Regions from separate parts of the Hordeum vulgare genome. Here region 1 is linked to region 2. The links are chromatin contacts, called in public Hi-C maps. All regions are on one chromosome and are shown on one strand. Each heading gives the region's core, a stretch centred on a gene start, on an enhancer-like site or on the middle of the called end of the contact. The rest is flanking DNA. Distances are from core to core; before and after follow the strand shown. Region 1 holds the start of LOC123449980 (CCR4-NOT transcription complex subunit 1-like). Region 2 holds the start of LOC123447521 (aspartic proteinase nepenthesin-1-like).

Evidence for each region. A called contact is a pair of places that touch in the nucleus more often than the background predicts.
Region 1: a Hi-C map of seedling shows a contact between it and region 2, with 2.7 times the contacts expected there. The contact joins the promoter of LOC123449980 here to the promoter of LOC123447521 in region 2. A contact is called at or near these places in 4 of 6 Hi-C or Micro-C datasets (leaf and seedling).

Annotation. Positions count from the first base shown.
Region 1 is chr4H:603,667,419-603,673,545 of MorexV3_pseudomolecules_assembly, reverse strand. It overlaps LOC123449980 (CCR4-NOT transcription complex subunit 1-like), which reads right to left and starts at 1,525. Exons shown (of 51, transcript XM_045127367.1): 1 at 1,408-1,525; 2 at 205-508; 3 at 1-101. The coding sequence starts at 1,509.
Region 2 is chr4H:603,455,714-603,462,288 of MorexV3_pseudomolecules_assembly, reverse strand. It overlaps LOC123447521 (aspartic proteinase nepenthesin-1-like), which reads left to right and starts at 5,137. Exons shown (of 1, transcript XM_045124128.1): 1 at 5,137-6,575. The coding sequence starts at 5,173. The coding sequence ends at 6,516.

The DNA.
Region 1 (6,127 bases), core at 276-2,775, 210 kb before region 2:
CTGGTGAAGGAAGACGACAATTTCATGAATTTGGTCGTTTGGTATCGATTGATTAGGATTCAAACACAACTCCTCAATTTGAGCAATTGCAAATTGTTGCCCTGGAATGATGAAAATAATGTAGATGTCAACGAACAACTGAAAATAGAAGAGGCAACCCTGACACACTCAACACAGAGTTTAACTTCACCACCTAGTGTTTACCTTTCAGCTTCATGCCTGAATTATCAGAATCTGACAGTGCAAGACCGATACCGACTTTCTCGGCTGCTGAGAGTTCCAGTACACTCGACAGAGTCTCAAGGAGGCCATCTGTAGCAGTTTTTATCTGCATCAGTGCCTCACAGAAACAAGTGCTGAAGTAAGTTTTATCCAGACAATATCTGAAAGTGGAGGATAAAAGATCATGCTTCAACTGCAAGTTTTTGGCCTCCCTGTCATTCAACAGCACTTCATCCAAACAGACTTGGAGCATCAAAAGACATCCATCATGACCATAATCAACTAACTGAAAAGGTGGAAAGATAAACATATCAGAAAACCTGTACCGAACTCAGATTTAATTGGTACTTTGCTTGTATGCGGAAATGGTTGAAGCAATAAATTTCTCTCATAAATTGCCGGGTTGTGCACAAAGGTTGCGAGTTGCTTGTGGGCATGCCGATACCACCCGCCAACAAGACCGCGCCTAGTCTGCAATTGAGAACATTCCCACGAGACGGTATCGGCATGTCTCCACTCTCAGCCCACGTGCTGCATCGCCAAATGTCATTCCCAATCACCAAATCCTTCTACATACGTTGAATGGACATATGGGCCCTGCAATTTGCGCAGCAAGCATACACATGACGGGTTCGACTAGCTCGATTAGGACGGAGCATCCAAGCGTGGGTAATGAATTCCCAGTCCATTTTAATTACTTTGTAATTAAGTAGAGTGGAAAAGGTATGTTGTCGTCTTGTGGCGCGCAGCGTTACTGATACGGTCAGGATTCCGCGAAACGGCCTCTCAGAATCAGCAGCACGCCGTGTACAAGGCGGACTACTGGACCGCTTCCGTGCTTACGGATTGCCGGGAACTGTAAGCTCGGGCAAACATGCCCTGGCACGCTCTGGCCTGGAGGCAGGCCATGCCCCTGCATATACATAGATGAAGTAGACAATCGACCTATTCCTGGCCCACATGACGCGGTACACAGCTACGCATCACCGATTCGGAATCTAGGTCACCCAACCCCAGAATGCAGTATAACGATCCTGCGGACGCACCGCCGCTGTGGCGAGTAATAAGATTAGCTGATACGAACCGCGGCGGGTTAGATCCGGGCGGGCGAGGGGCTTAATCCGACGCGACGGACTGGGCGACGGGCGGTGGGGAGGCGGCGGGGGGCGGGTCTAGGGTTTTCACCTGGCAGAGCTCGCGGCTGACGGAGTCGCGGTCGGCGTCGGTGGCGCCCTGCAGCACCAGCCGCACCTCGGCGGCGACGCCGGGGTGGTTGAGCGGCACCATCTCGCCGGCGGGCAGCGCCGCGGCGGGCGGTGGGGCGGGGCTGGGCGGGGGCGGGGGCGGGGCGGGGGCGGGGGCGGGGGTCGGCTGATGGCCTTCGCTGTTGGGTCTCCGAGGGCGAGCCAAGGCGAGGGCAGCGTTCGCGTCTTACGCAGATGGCGGAGGGCCCTCGTGTTGTTTATTATTATAGTCGGTCGGTCTATCCCGATCGATCCATCGATCCATCGGTCGGTCGAGGCCGCCACGCCGGGTTTGCGTCGATGCATCTGTCCCTGGCCGTCCGTCGGGGGATCGACGGCCGCTGCTGCCCAACCGATTTTAGCTTCCTCTACAGATATGCATGCATAGATGGGTTCGAGGGCCTTCTTTGGCTTGTGTTTGTGTGTGCATTCATTGTGTATGAAAAGAGTTTGGTGTGTTTGTCTTTTGAGTACAAACTTCCAAATGGGTAGGGTTTTATGTAAGGGCAGCGCTGGGCATCACACTACAGATACTTTGTTTCCTATCACGCTTGATCGGGTGCATGTGATTTGTCTGATCTAGTAGTTGTTAGTCATCCATCAAGATTTGTTGGGTTGGTTGTTAATAGACCCGCACGAGAGTCGTTCGGTTGGTTTCTTAATTGATATTGCTCCCGCATATCACGTGCACTATTGTCGTTTATCTCTCTTCATATGTCGTTTCTTTCAACTAAGCTTTTCCGTCGAACTTTGCTTCCTTCAGCTAGTTTTTTTTAACATAACAAGGGTCCCGAATGACCCAGACTTATATTAGATAATCATGCAACATTTTACATGAGGACCCAACAGAAAAGGAAAGTTACAACATAGTCCGGACATTTTGTAGAAAGGACCCCAGAAGACAAAACTGAGACGCCATCGAGTCCTTGTCGCCGGCTTCGAACCTGGCTCGATCCCAGCGACGCCAGGAATGAGACCACTCGGGGCAGAGGAATGGCTACAGCACCGCCAGCAAAGCACCGGAGGGAAACAAAGAAAGTACCACGACGAAGCACCGGAAAAGATGCCTCCCTTTTGGCTCAATGGTCGGGAGGAAATCATGGAGCCGGTCTTCATCGTCGGAACTCCGTGTGGTTTTACTTCGACCATAAGATACAGCAGCACAAGGATGAAATCCTCAGGGGGCTCAGATCTGCACCAAATCCCCCTGCCAGATGCTGCAAAGATTGGGCTCCAAAAACTCACATAGATGAATCGGTGGCTTAGCCCCATCCCTCCCTCCTTTTCCTGTCCACCTTCATGGTGGCTCAAAGAGAAGCAAGGAAGGATGAGACCAAGCACCGGATCTGAGGATCCAGCGAGCTTATTGGGGGGAGGAACGCCGGCAAGAACTCCTTTCGCCTCTGGCTCCAACCACCGGAGCACCGCGAATCCTAGCATCACTGCCACCAGCCATTGGATGCATCTCGCGTGCACCACACGCAAGATCCCCTTCGGCATAACACCAGTCCTAAAAATGGCCAAACTACTATTCTGTATAGGAGCAACGGAGCTCTTCTCCCCATCCATATCCGGCCGACAGCGCCGTCTGACAGGAGAGGGGCCCGAGCCGGGTGTTGGGTAACGTAGTAATAATTCAAAATTTTCCTACGTGTCACCAAGATCAATCTAGGAGATGTTAGCAATGAGAGAGGGAGAGCATCTTCATACCGTTGAAGATCGCTAAGCGGAAGCGTTACAATGAACGCGGTTGATGGAGTCGTACTCGCGACGATTCAAATCGCGAAAGATCCGATCCAAGCACCGAACGAACGGTGCCTCCGTGTTCAACACACGTACATCCCGGGGATGTCTCCTTCTTGATCCAGCAAGGGGGAGGAGAAGTTGAGGGAGAGCTTCGGTAGCACGACGCGCGTGGTGGCGATGGAGCTTGTAGTTCTCCGACAGGGCTTCGCCAAGCGCCGCGGAGGAGGAGAAGTGGAGGGGTAGGGACGCGCCAAGAGGGGAGGGTTCAAGTGTGTGCGCAGCCCTCAAACCCCTCCTCTATTTATAGGAGGAAGGCAGAGGGGGTCGGTCACCCTAGGAAACCCTAGGAGGGGGCAGCGGCGGCCAAGGAGGTGGCTTGCCTCCCACACTGGTGGGAGGCAACCCCACGCCCTAGGGTTTCAGCCTGGGTGTTGGAAATATGCCCTAGAGGCAATAATAAATTAGTTATTATTATATTTCTTTGTTCATGATAATCGTTTATTATCCATGCTATAATTGTATTGATTGGAAACACAGTGCATGTGTGGATACATAGACAAAACACTGTCCCTAGTAAGCCTCTAGTTGACTAGCTCGTTGATCAAAGATGGTCAAGGTTTCCTGACCATAGGCAAGTGTTGTCACTTGATAACGGGATCACATCATTAGGAGAATCATGTGATGGACTAGACCCAAACTAATAGACGTAGCATGTTGATCGTGTCATTTTGTTGCTACTGTTTTCTGTGTGTCAAGTATTTGTTCCTATGACCATGAGATCATATAACTCACTGACACCGGAGGAATGCTTTGTGTGTATCAAACGTCGCAACGTAACTGGGTGACTATAAAGATGCTCTACAGGTATCTCCGAAGGTGTTCGTTGAGTTAGTATGGATCGAGACTGGGATTTGTCACTCCGTGTGACGGAGAGGTATCTCGGGGCCCACTCGGTAATACAACATCACACACAAGCCTTGCAAGCAATATGACTTAGTGTAAGTTGCGGGATCTTGTATTACGGAACGAGTAAAGAGACTTGCCGGTAAACGAGATTGAAATAGGTATGCGGATACTGACGATCGAATCTCGGGCAAGTAACATACCGGAGGACAAAGGGAATGACATACGGGATTATATGAATCCTTGGCACTGAGGTTCAAACGATAAGATCTTCGTAGAATATGTAGGATCCAATATGGGCATCCAGGTCCTGCTATTGGATATTGACCGAGGAGTCACTCGGGTCATGTCTACATAGTTCTCGAGCCCGCAGGGTCTGCACACTTAAGGTTCGACGTTGTTTTATGCGTATTTGAGTTATATGGTTGGTTACCGAATGTTGTTCGGAGTCCCGGACGCCACGAGGGTTTCCGGAATGGTCCGGAAACGAAGATTGATATATAGTATGACCTCATTTGATTACCGGAAGGTTTTTGGAGTTACCGGGAATGTACCGAGAATGACGAATGGGTTCCGAGTGTTCACCAGGGGGGCAGCCCACCCCGGGGAAGCCCATAGGCCTTGGGGGTGGCGCACCAGCCCTTGGTGGGCTGGTGGGACAGCCCAAGAAGGCCCTATGCGCCATAGATAGAAAATCAAAGAGAAAAGAAAAAAAAGGAGGTGGGAAAGGAGAGAAGGACTCCACCTTCCAATCCTAGTTGGACTAGTATTGGAGAAGGACTCATCCTCCCTTGGTGGCGCAGCCCTTGGGGCTCCTTGAGCCTCAAGGCAATCCTCCCCTCACCTCCTCCTATATAAATGGAGCTATTAGGGCTGATTTGAGACAACTTTTGCCACGGCAGCCCGACCACATACCTCCACGGTTTTACCTCTAGTTCGCGTTTCTACGGAGCTCGGGCGGAGCCCTGCTGAGATTAGATCACCACCAACCTCCGGAGCGCCGTCACGCTACCGGAGAACTCATCTACCTCTCTGTCTCTCTTGCTGGATCAAGAAGGCCGAGATCATCGTCGAGCTGTACGTGTGCTGAACGCGGAGGTGCCGTCCGTTTGGCACTAGATTGGGACGGATCGCGGGACGGATCGCGGGACGGTTCATGGGACGGTTCGCGGGACGGATCGCGGGACGGTTCATGGGACGGTTCACGGGGCGGATCGAGGGACGTGAGGACGTTCCACTACATCAACCGCGTTTCTTAACGCTTCTGCTGTGCGATCTACAAGGGTACGTAGATCGGAAATCCCCTCTCGTAGATGGACATCACCATGATAGGTCTTCGTGCGCGTAGGAATTTTTTTTTGTTTCCCATGCGACGTTCCCCAACACTAGGCGCCTTGGGCCCCTTTGGTGGTGCGCACCAGCCCACGAGGGAGCTAGTTGTTGGGAACGTAGTAATAATTCAAAATAATTCCTACGTGTCACCAAGATCAATCTAGGAGAAGCTAGCAACGAGTGAGGGAGAGCATCTTCATACCGTTGAAGATCGTGTTGAGGATCGTAGTAATTTAAAGAAAATCCTACGCCATGAAAGGATCTATCTATGGAGAAAACAGCAACAAGGGAGGTTGTAGAGCATCTTCATACTTTCAAAGATCGCTAAGTGGAAGCGTTGCTAGAACACGGTTGATGGACTCATACTCGCACGCGATTCAGATCGCGGTGGATTCCGATCTATGCACCAAACGATGGTGCCTCCGCGTTCAACACACGTACAACCCGGTGACGTCTCCTCCTTCTTGATCCAGCAAGGAGAGAGAAGAAGTTGAGGGAGAGATCCAGCAGCACGACGACGTGATGACGGTGGAGCTATGTGGTTCTCCGACAGGGCTTCGCCAAGCGTTGCGGAGGAGGAAAAAGAGAGAGGTAGGGCTGCGCCTTGGGTTAGATCAATTGTGTGTCTCAAAAGGGCCAAAACCTCAAGTATATATAGGAGGAGGGAGAGGGAGGGCTGT
Region 2 (6,575 bases), core at 3,888-6,387:
CCGAGTAGGTGGCATTTTTTTTAAACTAGTTTTTTGTTACATTTTTTACTTTATTTATTTTATGTTGTGAATAACTTTACTAAAAAAATAGATTGTTGAGTGATTCTTTTTCCTGCTATTTAATATTATTATGTTTTTATCATTATATTCAATTTGGTAGGTTTTAGGTTATTTTAAATGACTGTTTTAATCGAAAACAGATTTGTTACAAAAGGGATTTTATTTTTTGAACTTATTTGAACTCAAGTTTTTTTTATATATATGTGGTCGAAATGCATGATACCATGAAAAGTAGCAAATGAAGTTAGAAAGGGCTAAACCATTCAAATTTGGAAACTATAATGGCACAAACAGAAACTAGACATATATAAATTGGTCCAAGCAGTACATAATAATACTCGTCCAAACAGTACATAATAATAGCTAGCATAGATATATATACAAGTGTTCGCCGTTGTGAACACTACTCGTCTGAATCGTCTGAATAAGAATGTACCAAACCTGGTGTGAGGTGACGCTGGCCATAGTTGATGACTCGAATCTTGCGATACAACTCGTATGAAACGTATGCATCTTTTGCTTCATACTGAATGTTGATAGGGTCAAGTGGGGTCCTCTCCCTGTGCTGAGACCTTGGGAATTTGGTCTTCATATCAACATACTCCTCGCCGATCAAGGCGGCGGTCATATGAGCCATCGAAGTCATGTCATGTCGAAGCCTATATTTCTATTGGAGATCAATGTGGCAATCAGCTGGTATTGTTGGAAATATGCCCTAGAGGCAATAATAAAATGGTTATTATCATATTTCCTTGTTCATGATAATCGTCTATTGTTCATGCTATAATTGTATTAACAGGAAACAGTAATACATGTGTGAATAGATAGATCATAATGTGTCCCTAGCAAGCCTCTAGTTGGCTAGCTCGTTAGTCAATAGATGATCATGGTTTCCTGATCATGGGCATTAGATGTCAATGATAACGGGATCACATCATTGGGAGAATGATGTGATGGACAAGACTCAATCCTAAGCATAGCACTAGATCGTATGGTTCGTATGCTAAAGTTTTTCTAATGTCAAGTATCTTTTCCTTCGACCATGAGATTGTGTAACTCCCGGATACCGTAGGAGTGCTTTGGGTGTATCAAACGTCACAACGTAACTGGGTGACTATAAAGGTGCACTACTGGTACCTCCGAAAGTGTCTGTTGGGTTGGTACGAATCGAGATCGGAATTTGTCACTCCGTGTGACGGAGAGGTAATTCTGGCCCACTCGGTAGAACATCATCATGAGCTCAATGTGACTAAGAAGTTAGTCACACGATGACGTGCTACGGAACGAGTAAAGATAATTACCGGTAACGAGATTGAACAAGGTATGGGTATACCGACGATCGAATCTCGGGCAAGTTCTATACCGACAGACAAAGGGAATCGTATACGGGATTGATTGAATCCTTGACATCGTGGTTCATCCGATGAGATCATCGTGGCGCAAGTGGGAGCCACCATGGGTATCCAGACCCCGCTGATGGTTATTGGCCACAGAGGTGTCTCGGTCATGTCTGCATGTCTCCCGAACCCGTAGGGTCTACACACTTAAGGTTCGATGACGCTAGGGTTATAGGGAATAGTTATACGAGGTTACCGAAAGATGTTCGGAGTCCCGGATGAGATCCCGGACGTCACGAGGAGCTCCGGAATGGTCCTGAGGTAAAGATTGATATATAGGACGGATGGTTTCGGATACCGGGAGTGTTTGGGCATCACCGGTAACGTACCGGGACCACCAGAGGTGCCCCGGGGGACCACCGAAGGGGGCAACGACCCCGGAAGGTAAGGTGGGCCAAGTGGGGGTGGGAACCAGCCCCTAGGTGGGCTGGTGCGCCTCCCCACTCAGCCCAATGCGCAGGGGAGAGAAAAGGGGGGCAAACCCTAAGCCAGGTGGGCCTAAGGCCCACCAGATGGTGCGCCACCCCCTCCTCCCCCCTCTAGCCGCCGCACCTCCCATCTGGGGGGGCTGCCGCACCCCCTAGGGTGGGAACCCTAGGGGTGGCACCCCCTCTCCCCTCCCCCTATATATATCGGGCACTTTTGGCCATTGAGAGACAGACTTTTCCCTCTCCCTCGGCGCAGCCCTGCTCTTCTTTCTCCTCCTCTCTGCCGGTGCTTGGCGAAGCCCTGCCGGGAGACCTCGCCTCTCCATCGACACCACGCCGTCGTGCTGCTGGAGTTCTTCCCCAAACTCTCCCTCCTCCTTGCTGGATCAAGGTGCAGGAGACGTCACTGGGCTGCACGTGTGTTGAACGCGGAGGTGCCGTAGTTTGGCACTAGATCGGAATCGCTGCGAGTACGACTCCATCAACCGCGTTCTAGCAACGCTTCCTCTTAGCGATCTTCAAAGGTATGAAGATGCTCTTACCCCTCTCTCGTTGCTGGTCTCTCCATAGGAAGATCTGAATATGCGTAGGAAAATTTTGAATTTATGCTACGTTACCCAACAGTGGCATCCGAGCCAGGTTTTCTATGCGTAGATTCTATGCACGAGTAGAACACAAAAGTTGTGGGCGATGATTTGTCAATTTGCTTGCCGCTACCAGTCTTATTCTTTTCCGGCGGTATTGTGGGATGAAGCGGCCCGGACGGACTTTACACGTACGCTTACGTGAGACTGGTTCCACCGACAGACATGCACACCGTGCATAAAGGTGGCTAGCGGGTGTCTGTCTCTCCTACTCTAGTCGGATTGGATTTGATGAAAAGGGTCCTTATGAAGGGTAAATAGCTTTGGCATATCATCGTTGTGGCTGTCACGTAGGTAAGAAGGCGTTCTTGCTAGAAACCTAAATCAGCCACGTAAAACTTGCAACAACAATTAGAGGACGTCTAACTTGTTTTTGCAGGGTTTGACATGTGATGTGATATGGCCAAAGTTGTGATGTTGCATGTATGATGTATGAGATTATCATGTTATTGTAATAGGTTTCACGACTTGCATGTCGATGAGTATGACAACCGGCGGGAGCCATAGGAGTTGTCTTAATTTATTGTATGAGATGCAAGGCCATGTGCTTACTACTTTTACTTCATTGCTAACGGTTAGCTATAGTAGTAGTGATAGTAGTAGTTGGCGTGACGACTTCACGAAGACACGATGATGGAGATCATGGTGTCACGCCGGTGGCGATGATGATCATGCGATGCCTGAAGATGGAGATCAAAAAAGCAAAGATGATAATGGCCATATCATGTCACTATATGATTGCATTGTGATGTTTATCATGTTTTACATCTTATTGCTTAGAACGACGGTAGCATAATAAGATGATCCCTCTTAAAATTTCGAGAATGCATTCCCCTAAGTGTGCACCGTTGCGAAGGTTCGTTGTCTTGAAGCACCACATGATGATCGGGTGTGATAGATTCTAACGTTCGCATACAACGGGTGTAAGCCAGATTTACACACGCGAAACACCTAGGTTGACTCGACGAGCTTAGCATGTACAGACATGACCTCGAATACAAGAGACCGAAAGGTCGAACATGAGTCGTATGGTTGAATACGATCAGCATGGAGTTGCTCACCATGGTGACTAGTCCGTCTCACGTGATGATCGGACACGGGTTGGTCAACATGGATCATGTATCACTTAGATGACTAGAGGGATGTCGATTTAAGTGGGAGTTCATACTTAATTTGATTAAATGAACTTAATTGTCATGAACTTAGTCTAAAAGTTGTCTTTATAAATATTGTAGATGTCCAACGTCAACCTCAATTTCAACGCATTCCTAGAGAAAAACAAGCTGAAAGATGATGGTAGCAACTATGCGGACTGGGTTCGCAACTTGAAGCTCATCCTTGAAGCAGCTAAATAGGCTTATGTCCTTGATGCGCCGCTAGATGACCCTCCCGCTCCCGCAGCAGCCACGGTTTTGCAAATATATATTCTCCCACGGTTTTGCAAATATGCAACAAGGAAAATTGTTTCACTACAACTAAAGAGAAATTGATCTTTATATGATTCCAATGAAAGATATTGCTATCCTATGCAATCCTCAATTAACCATTCAATGGAACATATATAGAAATTGCATATTGTTATCCAATAAAATTTAGAGAGATCACTATATGCAATTTTCAGACGAGCCCTTGAATTTTCAAGACAGAAAGGCGAGGACAATGGTGGAATGACAGGTGTAATGATGAACAAAAGGAAATGTCAAGGGCACAAAACATATTGCATGCTGCTTTTTTAGGCTTTAAGCATCTGAAGGTTGATATACCGTAGTACCAAGAATGTCGATGATGATCGGTGAGGACGTCAATGCCTGTCCTTGTCACGCTGTTGCTGCTTTTTCCCAATGCACTCACCTTTTCACAGCTGTCACCAGAATAATTCTGTGTCCCAAATGCACTCGCCTTTTCACATCACTAGTACTCGCTCTATAAACTAATACTCCCTCCGTCTTAAAATAAGTGTCTCAACTTTGTACTAGCTCTAGTATAAAATTGAACTAAGCTTGAGACAGTTATTTTGGGATGGAGGAAGTATAAAAGTGTTTAGATAACTAAAATAGTGATCTAAACGTTTTTATATTAGTTTACGGAGTGAGTACAACTTAAGAAATATTCCCTCCATTTCACAATATAGTATGTCCTCGTTTTTCATGATCTAAGTTTGATCATGAGTTTGATTAAACTTATACATTGAATTCATATCAAAAATACGAATTCAGCGATCTAATTTTTGGTTTCGTCGCAATCGGTCTCGTTTGTTAAATACATATATCATGAAAAACGCCAGCGTGCTACATCGTGGAATGGAGGGAGTAATTTTGTTTTCTCCAGCAAAGACAGAAAGGCAAAGACAATGATGCAATGACAGATGCAATGATGAATAAAAAGAAATGTCAAGGGCACAAAACATATTTCCTGCTGCTTTTTCTCAGGCTTTGAGCATCGATATGCCGCAGTAGCAAGAATGTGGATGATGAATGGTGAGGACGTCGATGGTCGTCCTTGTCAGCTGCTGTTTTTTGTCCAAATGCTCTCGCCTTCTCACAGCTAGCTGTCACAAGAATGGCTGCTATATAAACATGCCCACGGTTGCTAGCTCGAAACGAACACTGACTGACTGGAGTAATAAGAATACTACTAATTAGCATGAAGATGAAGCAGTACGTTATCCTGATGACGGTCCTGTTGGCATGGCCGGCCACCTCGGGCTCCGGCTCGGCCAACCATCACCATGGACTACGCGCCGACCTCACCCACATCGACAGCGGCCGTGGCTTCACCAGAAACGAGCTGCTCCGCCGGATGGTCCTCCGGTCGAGGGCACGCGCTGCCAAGCAGCTATGCCCATCTAGGTCCGGCACCCCGGTGAGGGTGACCGCGCCCGTGGCGAGTGGCTCCCACGTCGTAGGCTACACCGAGTACCTCATCCACTTTGGCATCGGCACGCCACGCCCGCAGCAGGTGGCGCTGGAGGTGGACACCGGTAGCGACGTCGTCTGGACGCAGTGCCGGCCGTGCTTTGACTGCTTCACGCAGCCTCTCCCGAGGTTCGACACCTCCGCCTCCGACACCGTCCACGGCGTCCTGTGCACGGACCCTATCTGCCGAGCCCTGCGCCCACACGCGTGCTTCCTCGGCGGGTGCACGTACCAAGTCAACTACGGCGACAACTCGGTCACAATTGGCCAGCTCGCCAAAGACTCCTTCACCTTCGACGGCAAGGGCGGCGGCAAGGTGACCGTGCCGGATCTTGTCTTTGGATGTGGCCAGTACAACACCGGCAACTTCCATTCCAACGAGACAGGCATCGCCGGCTTTGGCCGCGGCCCATTGTCGCTGCCTAGGCAGCTCGGGGTCAGCAGCTTCTCCTACTGCTTCACCACCATATTCGAGTCAAAGAGCACCCCCGTGTTCCTAGGCGGCGCTCCGGCGGACGGCCTGAGAGCGCACGCCACGGGGCCGATTCTATCCACTCCGTTCCTACCCAACCACCCCGAATACTACTATCTTTCTCTGAAAGGCATCACGGTCGGCAAGACGCGGCTAGCTGTCCCGGAGTCGGCGTTCGTGGTCAAGGCGGACGGCTCCGGCGGGACGATCATCGACTCAGGCACGGCCATCACCGCCTTCCCGCGGGCCGTGTTTCGGAGCCTCTGGGAGGCGTTCGTGGCGCAGGTGCCGCTGCCCCATACCTCCTACAACGACACCGGCGAGCCCACCCTGCAGTGCTTCTCCACGGAGTCGGTGCCGGACGCGAGCAAGGTGCCGGTGCCCAAGATGACGTTGCATTTGGAGGGCGCGGACTGGGAGCTTCCGCGAGAGAACTACATGGCGGAGTACCCCGACTCGGACCAGCTGTGCGTCGTAGTTTTGGCGGGTGACGATGATCGGACAATGATAGGCAACTTCCAGCAGCAGAACATGCACATTGTCCATGATTTGGCCGGCAACAAGCTGGTCATCGAGCCCGCGCAGTGTGACAAGATGTGATGTAAATAACGACGAGTCGACCACACACTCGTTTCAGGTGAAAACGAACTACCGACAAC